Linked DNA regions of Mus musculus: region 2 is linked to region 1. Evidence: chromatin contacts called from public promoter capture Hi-C data. All regions are on one chromosome and are shown on one strand. The core of a region is the stretch at or near the end of the contact, and the rest is flanking DNA. Distances in the headings are between cores, read along the strand shown. Region 1 has its middle 18 kb from the start of Gm34983. Region 2 has its middle 53 kb from the start of Gm20110.

Region 1 (2,700 bases), core at 35-2,534:
TGTTCCACTGAGTGTGGAACATTCATACTCAGGTTCCTGCATGAACACACGTTTTCAACTCCATTTACTGAGCACCAAAGAGTGACTGGTGTATCATACAGTTTGTGTTTTGCACGAAGCTGCCAAACTGTCTTCTACCATGATGGTACTATTTTGTATTGTCCCAACAATAAATGAGTTCTTGTGGTCCACACTTTTGTAGCAATTTATAGTTGTCAGTGTGTTGGGGTTTGGCCATTCTCACTGTTGCTTCAATTTTCATTACATTGGCGTCAGTAAATACACGGCATGTGTGGAGATTAATATTTACAAATGCTGCAATGAGGAATGGAGAATCCAGTTAGCAGAGTGCTAGCCTTGGCAAGCATGAGAACTTGAGTTCAGCTTCCTGGCACCCACGTATAAAGCTGGGTAAATAGATTGTGACTGTGATCAGAGTGCCAGGAACCAGCGACTAGGATGGGAAGAGGAAGGGACCTGGAACTTTTGGGTTCCAAATCATGGAGCCCCAAGATTGGTGAGAGATCTTGTTTCAAAAGTATGGCGTAAAACAGAGGTTCTTGACCTATGGATTGCAACCCCCTTTAGAGTCTAATGACCCTTTCATGGGGGTCACATATCAGATACCCTGCATGTCACATATATACATTATGATTCATAAGAGTAGCAAAATTACAATGTCCATCTCTAGCCTCCGTGGGTATACACACACACACACACACACACACACACACACACACAAACACACACACACACACACACACACATACACACACACAAACTGCCATAGTCATTAGGCATTGAAATTGCATTGTTATTTCTATGTAGAAACAAAGACCTGAATATTCATAGAATGATAAGTATTATTGTAGCCCTAAATCATTCCGTTCTTCTTTAATCGAAAAGCAAAACAAACAAACAAAACCAAAGCAGAAATCCTTGAGATGAACTCAGTACTGAGATAGTAACATGTCAAAAAGAAGGGACTAATGAGATTAGTGAGGATTGTTTTAGTTGAGTAATTAATAAGAAGGAGTGGGGGAAAAAAGCCTATCTTCAGTCGTAGCACTCAGGGCTGGTTCTTTGATCCAGAAATGGATGGGAGTAAGTAAAAAGGGATGTTCCCTCGGTAGCTTGATGATTTTGGCAACAGTCCAACCAGTGTTGCAAGAAAGGAAGCGGCCTCAAGATGAAAATCTCTTACAGGCTGGCATCTGCCCAAAGCTGAGATGTTGACAGAGAAGTGCAGGCACACCCCAAAACATCCTGATTAACTCGCAGGTGTTGTGCAAAACCCAGTGGGAAGAGGAAGACCATACTGCACCCTAGGCTGACTCTGCTGGTGGCCCTACTGGTGTGAAGAGTGCTCGATAGGCTAGAAACCCTAGGATGGTTCGGTGTTTCTGTTGTAGACTGGAGCCTTTCTCAGAGACGCATAATCTTGTTGATCTAGAAAGGATTTCGCAGAACAACTTTCCCAGTGGAATTTAGTTGTCCAGAAATTCCCTTCAAAAAATATCTCATAACACTACGCTGTATTCGGGTAGAAGGTATGTTAGCAGTAGAAGTAACTTCATGAGTTCAGTTTCAACAAATTCACTCATCACAAAGCCGATAAACCGAACGAACCAATGCTGTAATCAGAAGACGTGAAATGAGACCCGCTGGGACATGATTTGTATGGAGTATTTATCATCTTATTTGTTTTTGTATTATTTTCGTCTCTTTATACATCATGAAACAAATTGTGATCAGCATGAGATGTATTTGCGAATGGGAGGTCTCAGCAATCACCTTGTTGTCTTGTGGGTACCCTGGCTGTAGGAGAAATCTTCCTCCTGAGATCAACTGAAACCTGAGTCAAGTTGGAAATGCCAAGTCAATGCACCCAGCACTAGCTAGCATAAAGCTCTGCTGAGGTTTTGTTTATTAAACATTATGATAGTATTGTGATAGCATGCTAGCGAAAAAGTATTATTTAAAAGGTTAAAATGGCAGCCTTGGCTACCACGTTGTGTTTAAACCTCAGCTTGTTTAAATCTCATCTGGAAAGCTCTCCCATGGAACCTTAGAGAACGCTGCAGGCCGTTGGAGGAGCTGTGGTCATTATTTCTCAAGAACTAGAGTGGGCAATCCGACAAAACAAACAAGCTCAGTGCTGTTAAAGAAAATGATTTACGTTCCTTTCAGGACATGTCACAATGAGGACTGCACTATGGACTTCTCGAGCGCTTTTCTGTTTGATTTTCACGCAGAACGAATGGAACACAATGTGTAATGTTCACTAATTGCCAGTTTTATTCTGTTAGCATCTTCCTTAGGATGTGCCTAGGGGCCCAGCGATCTATTTTATTCATATGTCTTTCACCAGTTAGGTTTAAAGTCCCTTCCTAAAGTGGCCAAGCTCCTGTGTTTTCCTATTGCTGTGAGCATTAAGTAGGGAATTAATTTGCACACAGTAGGGAACTGGTTACTTACTGATTCTGCATTTAAGCTGTCTGTGAACTTATTCTCAAGCAAGCATTTACTATTGTAATGTGTGTGGTGTGGGGTATTATGCTAATGAATATTGTCAGTACATAGACTGACTCATCTATAATTTTGTGTAAAATATCATAAAACCATTTTTTATGGACTATTAACTAAAGGAGCAGGTGTTGAGTATTCACTGTTGTTCGTGTTCAGCGCTGATTCTTTAGA
Region 2 (2,700 bases), core at 63-2,562, 110 kb after region 1:
TCAAATACTTGTTCGTATTTATCTTCCTTTCTATTAGAGAATTCGACTAGAGGCTCTGCTTAAGCAGCAGTAATATGTTACATTTATTACACTCATATTCTATAAGGAAAGGCACACATATTTCTAAAAAAAAACCCCAAAACAAACAAACAAACAAACAAACAAACAAACAAACAAAAAACAAACAACTTCCTTGTGTTAGGTGCCGTGTCTTAGAGAAATACACACGCTTCCTAGTCTTGTGGGAATCAAACATGGATTTCATGAACATGCTATTTGCCAGAAATAAAACAAATTCTCAAACAGCCTTCACGTTTGGCATAGTTATTAGCCCTACATGTGACTTAGAAGCTTCATGAGCCATAGAAAGAAACTTTATTTCAGGACTTTTCATAGTTGAAAAGCATTTGATTTTAGTGTCATCTGACTTTTTAACATACTTTGGATCCTGAATCATTTGACTCAAGTTTAGGTCAACAAGAGGGTAGAGTTGGGCAACCCTTTAAACAAGCGGTTGCATTTATAAATGATAAGGCCTGGGTTAATCTTTTGCTCTTTTATAGGCCTTTTTAATTTAGTTCTTGGACAGAGCAGTAACATGATCAAGTAGGAACCATGGGGTGGGGTCTTCTTTGGTAATAGAGAACACTTTGCTATTCCATATATTTTAACTCAATATTAACAGCCTGTAGTGAATGAATTTATGTGGAAAATAAGAATAGTAGCACCTTCCTTAGCCGGGGCTATGTGGTAAAACATGGAACATACAACAGGGTCCTACAGACCAGATTTAACCTGCACTTGGTTTTCATAAATCAAAGCTTACCGAGACACAGAGCTATCTATTCAGTATGTACTATTTGTGTCCCCTTTCAGTAACAAGAGCAGAATGAAGGAATAGCAATTAACACTGGTTGGCCCACAGAGCTGAAATGAGTTTTCAATTTTGGTTCTTTACAAATAAGCTTCGCTGGTTTTGCTCGTCCTTGATTAAAATATGCTTCACTAACTAGAAAATGCTCAGTAGTTACTAATTATCATAATTATCCTTTTTCTTTTTTGTTTTTAACCCCGGTATAATCTGAAATGTGAATGAAACAGAAAGGGTCCAGAAGGTTATCAGAAGAACACGGTGCTCCAGCTAATGGAACCTCAAATTGAAACTGAACTTGAGTCAAAGACCAAAGTGTAATAGAAACCTCAAAGGGTAAATTTGTTTTTCCTAATTGAAAACTTTCACCGGTTCAGTGAGTTTTTCCCTTCCTCCTAGAAAGCACGGGTGAGTCACGGTTGAAGTTATTAGTTCATTCTTGATAACAGTTGTCACTGGCAGCGACCATGAAACTATTCCATTGGTGCATAGCACTGCCGTACCAAGCAGCTTTGCTGGCGCTGGTATTGATTTCAATTAAAACATGTTATCTGAATCACAGTCGTGTTTCCTGTTGGCTTCCCTCTGTAGCCAGTGATGCAAATGGAAAGCCACTCTCCAACCTGCAGTATCTGGTTACTTACAACAAGGTCTAGGCAGCTGGGGTATAAACAAATCCCTAGTGCCGATCAATGGAGGAGGAAATGATCTTCATTTGCCCTGCATGATGTCATCCATCTTTGGCCTGACAGTTTTCTAACAATTATTGACTGAGGGCAGGCAAATCTTATGAATTCATCTTAGTCCTTCTCAAGGCAGGTAGTCAAGCATAGCCCCAAATGCAGTGGTCTCATTCCTTGTGTATACGTTCTTTGTATTTCTTCTTTTATTCTCCATTATGTGAACCCGGGGGTGGGGGGTGGTGGTTGGAGTTTCTGTGTTTGCCCAAAAGCACTCGATGACAGTGCCCTGGAGCTGAGTGTTATTACAGCTGTGTTTAGCATTTTAATGCCTATCCTGTTTTACTTATTAGTCCGATCCAGTGATCAAATCCCTCAGTGTTTGCGGGAGGATTCTGTATTTTGTATCAGAACTGGTGCTTTTACTATCAAAGCTGACATTTGTCATTGATCCCAAAGGTATGTAAGCTCAAGAGGATACATATGTAGAGTAGATTCTAACTCGGCAGCACAGATGTGAGCTTCTGACCTCGAGGCTTGTGTAGTAAATTAAATCACCAAGGTCGGAAGTGAGCCCAGGCTACGGCTTTCCCGACTGGCTTGGTGTTTCTCTGTTCTCCACACAGCTGGAGACACATGCGCAGACTATATTTTCTTCCTCTCAGCCTTCTTTGAAGTTAGATGCAGCCTTGTGTCTGGTGTGTGTGTGTGTGTGTGTGTGTGTGTGTGTGTGTGTGTGTGTGTGTGATTGAGTATGAGAAGGGAGTGATACACAGTCCTGTCTACAAAGCTTTCTCAGGTGTTCCCTTCTCCGTATTAGAGCTGTATGGTCAGGACTTCAAAGACACAGAAGAGGGGCAACAAGAAATAGAACCTTATTATGTTAAGTCACTGAGACTTTTTGAAGATCAAACCTAGGGTCTTGCGTAGGCAAGGCAAGGCAAGGCAAGGCAAGGCAAGGCAAGGCAAGGCAAGGCAAGGCAAGGCAAGGCAAGGCAAGGCAAGGCAAGGCAAGGCAAGGCAAGGCAAACCCTCCATCACCAGATCATAGCCTTAGCCCTTAAGTACTGGGCTTATGGGATATTTGTGTTATAATTAACTCAGCTCATATGTTAAGTTTCATTGTTTTGTGTGTCAATGGGATTCCTT

The links. Promoter capture Hi-C pulls out the DNA fragments that hold promoters and counts their contacts.
Region 2: a promoter capture Hi-C map of liver shows a contact between it and region 1, with 2.7 times the contacts expected there. The contact joins two enhancer-like sites. A contact is called at or near these places in 9 of 39 promoter capture datasets (3T3-L1-derived adipocytes, the C10 cell line, the HPC-7 cell line and 5 more), 1 of 15 datasets of contacts at CTCF or cohesin (the NIH/3T3 cell line), 9 of 484 Hi-C or Micro-C datasets (the N1E-115 cell line, bone marrow-derived macrophages, embryonic stem cells and 2 more) and 1 of 115 datasets of contacts at active chromatin or transcription factors (CD8 T cells).

The regions. Positions count from the first base shown.
Region 1 is chr10:99,440,012-99,442,711 of GRCm38.p6, forward strand. No RefSeq gene overlaps it. Among named protein-coding and RNA genes, the nearest start is that of Gm34983, 18 kb to the right of the region's middle. Within about 2 kb of position 1,285, at least 73 of the 459 cell types and tissues checked have an H3K27ac peak or open chromatin away from gene starts, as enhancers often do. A contact at or near this core is called in the N1E-115 cell line and liver, where this site is marked.
Region 2 is chr10:99,554,724-99,557,423 of GRCm38.p6, forward strand. No RefSeq gene overlaps it. Among named protein-coding and RNA genes, the nearest start is that of Gm20110, 53 kb to the right of the region's middle. Within about 2 kb of position 1,313, at least 36 of the 459 cell types and tissues checked have an H3K27ac peak or open chromatin away from gene starts, as enhancers often do. A contact at or near this core is called in the N1E-115 cell line and liver, where this site is marked.